Regions from separate parts of the Mus musculus genome. Here region 2 is linked to region 1. A link is a contact called in public HiChIP or PLAC-seq data. All regions are on one chromosome and are shown on one strand. The core of a region is the stretch at or near the end of the contact, and the rest is flanking DNA. Distances in the headings are between cores, read along the strand shown. Region 1 overlaps Gm36038 (a long non-coding RNA gene). Region 2 has its middle 65 kb from the start of Gm36156.

Region 1 (2,700 bases), core at 123-2,622:
TGGAATTAAAGGCATGTGCCACAGTGCCTGGCTCACAACCATCTTTAATTCCAGTTCCAGGGTACCCTACACACATATGGTACACAAACATACATGCAGGCAAAACATTCATTCAGAAGATTATAGAAGGGAATACAGGTGCTGACCCCCTCTATTCCAATCACTGAGCCACCTCTCAGGACCCAGCTGCCTCCCCTGGAAGTTCCCTTGATTTCCTCCAAGCCCTCCCCTCACTTCTACCACAGCCAGCTTCTACAGGGCATTTCCATCAAGGAAAAGGAATCTAACTGATGTCTAATGTCTTCAACCTCTCTCTTTTGATCCCTTTGGTAAATGTGACCGTGTGCCTTGTGCTGGCCCTGAAGAGTCTAATGATATAGTAACTCAACAGGAGCAGGCAGGGAGACCCTTTTCAGTGTCAAGGAATCACAGACGAGAGGCTAAGCAAGCATGGTTGGGCAGTTCCAGGAGAGCCAGGATTACTCGGAGAGACACTGTTTCAAAACAAAAAGCTAAGGCACGAAGGCAATTAGGGACAAATTTGCCCGCACTGTAATGGAGCATCCAGGGTATGGAGAAGCTGTTCGGCTTCATGGTGACCACACAAGGGAGCCTGGGCAGGCTGAGCACCATCAGCTCAAGGCACATGGGTTCTAAGTGCTTGTGTCTCTCTGAAGCCTAAGTGATCATGTACTCACAATGCGTAGAATTTCCATTCTTCCTTTATCACAAGTTTAATGGCCTCACAGCCTGTACAGTGGAATTATTTTGGGTCCACTCTTTTTTCTTTTCCTCTCTCTCTCTCTCTCTCTCTCTCTCTCTCTCTCTCTCTCTCTCTCTCTCTCTCTCTTTCTTTTTTGAGACAGGGTTTCTCTGTGTAGTCCTGGCTGTCCTGGAACTCACTCTGTAGACCAGGCTGGCCTCTAACTCAGAAATCCACCTGCCTCTGCCTCCCAAGTGCTGGGATTAAAGGCGTGCACCACCACTGCCCAGCTGGGGTCCACTTTTAACTTAGATGAGTGTAGCTCATTTGTGCAATTAACTGCAAAGAGCCAAGAGGGGGAAAAAAGAAAAGAACTAACAAACATACACACATACACACCCCACTTAAAATAAGCCAATCTTTTACAAAAAGTGTCTGCCTGCTCACACAGCCACACCTCCAAAGCAAGGCCCCTTCTATCAACTACAGTGTCTCTCAGTGCCAGATAATTACCGTAAAGAATCTGAATGACAGGGGTGGGTGGGAGCGGGGTGGGCGTGGGGGGAGCTGAACTGCAAACTTCGCTGACCAGGCGCTCATACTGCCAATCAAACACGGCCTCTGAGCATTACCTCCCATCCTCACTGCTGACCGAATGTGGGACAGGAGGCAGCTCAAGGGAGGAAGGGTTTCTTTTGACTGGAGGTTTAAGGGTATGGGCTGGCCTGGTGTAGCAGCTGGAGAGGCTCTCAGCTGTGGCAGCAGCAGTGTGTGAGGTTGCTTGCTGACACCTGGCAGATCAGGAAGCAGGGACAGAATGCTGGGTTGCTCACTTTCTCCTCCTGTCTTGATTCAATCCAGGATAGGAGCCCCTGGGATGGTAACATCTCCTCTCAGTGAATGCTCTCTGGAGACATCTTTCCCTGGAGGAAACATAAGGCAAAATTCTCCTGCTTCACAGGCCCCAGTGACAAACCAAGACAGGATTCTGCCCTAGTTCACCCTGGGGAACCGATGAGTTCTGGGGCTCCCTTACAGAAAGCCTAGGCGAGGGGTTATTTACAGGGGTGTGGGAACTCTCCTCCCAGCCAGCCGCACCTGGAAAGACTTACCCAGCCCCTCACCAGTGTGCTGTAGCCCCTTCCCCAGCTGTGGGTAGCATCGCCAGGTGATCGATCGGAAGCAGATAGGTTCTCAGGTGAGCGCTTCCATCCAACCCCTAGACTCTTTGCTGGAGTCTAAACTGCCCATTAGCACAGTGAGGGGACACAGCCGAATCCCCCAAGATGGCGGTTGGCTCAGGACCATCAATCATGAGAGCCCCTGACACAGCTTCTTTTATTAATTTATGTTTTAAATTTTATCCTAGACCATGTGGCCCTGGCTGTCCTGGAACTTGCTCTCTATATAGGCTGGCCTTTAACTCACAGACGTGCACCTGCCTCTGTCTCCCTTCCCTTTTCCCCTCTTGCTCCGGGCTCCACTTGCTCTGTTTCCTGTTCACTCATGCCCATAGGTTCTTTGCTTGTCCTTATGGATGGTTGTGAGCCACCATGTGGTTGCTGGGATTTGAACTCATGACCTCCAGAAGAGCAGTCAGTGCTCTTAACCGCTGAGCCATCTCACCAGCCCCTGAAGTGTCTTTAATGCCAGCTTCCTGGTCTGTAGTAAGTAGGGTTAGGATGCCCTAGAGTATGGCAGCACTTGCTAATGTCTTAGCAGGGCCAAGCCAAGGTTCTCACTCAGTTAAGAGGCATGACAGCTAACCCTGGCTCATCTGCCCTGAGCCTGAGCAAGAGAAAGCTTCCCTGCCTCTTGGGGAACCCCTGCCTTAGGCTTTCTTGCCTCAGAATTGTTAAGGGTACCCTCTGGGCATCTGTTATCACTCAGAAAGGAGCTGGTGTCACCTGCTAAGCAATGGGAGGGAAGGGACCAGGACTCAGAATTTCCCTCCCTCAGGCCAGATGCTCCAGGGCCACTGGGAAGCTAGTTGGATG
Region 2 (2,777 bases), core at 230-2,729, 150 kb after region 1:
GGCTTCTCCATCCTTCTGCCCCTGTTTGTATATCGGCTTTCAGGGCCAAAGCGTTTTGATGCAAGAAGAGCCCTGGTGGAAAAGTCCTATTTCAAGTGGCTGATGTTTTCCAACCACTGAGAACTTAGTTGCCATACGGGTTGGGCATGGGGGGGAGGGGGGCCGGGCGGGGGGGGGGAGTCGTTTTTTGGTTCTGGCGTTCTGCTGGGGATGAGATGAAGCCATTTTGTTTAAGTCCTGGCCCCTTGGCAAATGCTTATTTTAACTGACACTCAGGTCAAAGGCTTGTTTGTCATGTCCTTTCATTTCGGTTTTATGGCAAATTAAATTATGCTTGCGGTTAAACAAAATTACATTAAGAGCCATATGTGCCACGGGAGTTTTGCAGAGGGTATCGGATTTGTACCTTAAAGAGACCCCCTCCCCCGATTCTCTGTTTAAAGTGGATTTTTCATAAACTTCGGAGTCACCAAGTAAAATAATGTCTTTCATGGAATCAAACAGCTTGGAGAAAAACAGATGCAGGATACGCAGGGATGCTCAAGCATGCTCGAACACACACACACACACACACACGCACACGCACACGCACACGCACACACACACAAAGAAAGCAGAGCAAAGATCTTTTCTGTCAGAGCATGGACATGAAGGGATTTGTGTAAATTGCTGTCTTTTGCAGAAGGAAGCAAGCCTCGCTTTCCTTTCTCTGAAGTTGTTATGACATAAGAAAACAGAATCTCTTTAAACCTGGAATTTAATTAATTCTTTAAAAAATAATTTAGCAGAGTATGTTAGAAGGGAAAGAGGTGGGGGGATTTCCGATTAGATCCAAATAAGCGGCCCTTAATCACCCTGATGAAGGCGTAATTTGCAAAACACTGTAAGACAGTAACATCTTCCTCATTTCGGGGCGGGGGGGGGGTTTAAGCGCATTGACGAAAAAAATAAGTAGAACATTTTAATTAAAACTCATAAAGTTGTGGCCATCTGCTGGAGATTGTTCGGCGGGGCGGTGATTAGCGGATGCCTGCACCGGGATAATGAAGCAAGCGGCGGTTATTGGCATCCTCGCTGGGCCCTGTGTGAGAACGCGCCGGCCTGGCCCTGCAGAGGGGCCAACGTCTATTACATTCCAATAAGTGTCGCCCGGGAGGGAGGAGGGCGGGGCGGGGAGCGGAGTTAAACACAGGAAACAAGCGCCAAGTGTGTGCAATAAAAGTGATCACAGCCCTGGGCTGCTGATGTCAGATCCCGGGGTCGGGGGTCAAGGGGGGTGAGCGCTCTGAAAGCGAGCGGCGGGCGCTGGGGGCGGCGCGCGCACAAAGGGCCCCCGAGCGCCTCGTTAGGGGCGCGTTTGATGGGCTCGGTGCCCCACGGGGGCCCCGGGCCGTGTCGATGGGATAATTACGATGATCTAACGGCCGGGCTCTTTTGCATGCAGCCTTGCTGAATGGGACGCCTGGAGGCTGCATTGAGGCTGGCCGGTGTAAACTGTGGGGTGCCTCGCCGACTCGGAGCCGCGGAGGCTGGCGGCGGGTCAGCTCCGACCCCTGCGCATTCAGCCTTTGAATGGGCCGCCGCCTTTGAGCCGCGAGTGACAGATTGGAGGTCAGCGGCTGGCAGATGGACCCGCCCCCGGTGCACGAGCGACAGCCGGGAGGAGGGGACTTCTCCACTGTCAAAAAACCAGTCTCTCTTTTTTTAAATGACATTTATTTATGTATTTATCTATTTATCCATTTAGTTACTGTGTGCACATGCCCGTACGCTGCAGTAGCGAGTGGGTGAAGGTCGGAGGACAACTTGTAGGAATCGCTTCTCCCCTTCCAGCCAGTGGGTCCTAGGAACCGAACTCACACAATCAGGCTTGGCAGCAAGAGGTTTTTAACCTGATTGCCCTCCCCTCCGCCTCCCCCCCCCCCTGCCCAAAGCCTTCACCCTTTATAAGCAGAGTCCCACTCCAGTTGTGGCTCGGAGAAGCTCCCTGGCAGCTGACCTGGTCCCTGCCAAGGGCACTAGACCCCAGCCCAGTTCTCTTGGAGGGGAAATGGAGGTGGGGTTGGAGGAAAGAATAGATACTTGGTGTGTCAAAATGATAAGAAATGAGTTAAGTTGGACCTCATCAAGCCCTAGAGATTCAGTCCCTTTGGGCTCATTGTCTACAGTTCAAGCTAATGGTGGGCTTTGAACCAAGCGTGTGTAAAGGCCTTGTAAATTATTCTGTAAAATTAAGAGCTGCGAGCTATCATGGTGGCTCAGCAGGCAAATGAGCTTGCCATCAAGACTGATGGCCTGGGTTCGATCCCCCAGACTCTCAGGGTAGAAGGAGAGAACCAATTCTGTCCTCTGGCTCAAGCACACCCAAAATAAACAGATGAGACTTTTTTTTTTTAAGTGATAGTTCTGACCATTTAGCGCCTAAGTGTCAGACACAGAGCCTAGGTCTTTCTAACAAGGACTGGGTGCCCAGTGGCTATTGGGGTGAATACGAAGACAGTGCAGAAAACCAGTGTCTCTTCTTTCTGGGGACTCTCAGCCATTTCTTTCTCTTGACAGTTTCCACTGAGAAACTTAAATCCTACTAAAAAGAGTGTGATGCACACACACACACACCCCGCCACCTCATGACAGGCCCATGTACAGGGGCTCCCTCTCTAGGATTACCCGTGATTCTCCAGTCCTTACATCTGTGGAGGCCCAGAGCACATGACCCTTTGGAATCGGCTGTGCCCCTCTGCTGACACCATTTTGCATCAGTGAATCTGGAATTCCCC

What was found. HiChIP or PLAC-seq counts read pairs in DNA pulled down with a chosen protein or histone mark.
Region 2: an H3K4me3 HiChIP or PLAC-seq map of embryonic midbrain shows a contact between it and region 1, with 2.7 times the contacts expected there. The contact joins two enhancer-like sites. A contact is called at or near these places in 2 of 484 Hi-C or Micro-C datasets (astrocytes and nephron progenitors) and 9 of 115 datasets of contacts at active chromatin or transcription factors (embryonic basal ganglia, embryonic forebrain, embryonic midbrain and 3 more).

The regions. Positions count from the first base shown.
Region 1 is chr2:172,582,114-172,584,813 of GRCm38.p6, forward strand. All of the region lies in intron 1 of Gm36038 (a long non-coding RNA gene), which reads left to right. Among named protein-coding and RNA genes, the nearest start is that of Gm36038, 6.3 kb to the left of the region's middle. Within about 2 kb of position 1,373, at least 6 of the 459 cell types and tissues checked have an H3K27ac peak or open chromatin away from gene starts, as enhancers often do.
Region 2 is chr2:172,727,197-172,729,973 of GRCm38.p6, forward strand. No RefSeq gene overlaps it. Among named protein-coding and RNA genes, the nearest start is that of Gm36156, 65 kb to the left of the region's middle. Within about 2 kb of position 1,480, at least 59 of the 459 cell types and tissues checked have an H3K27ac peak or open chromatin away from gene starts, as enhancers often do.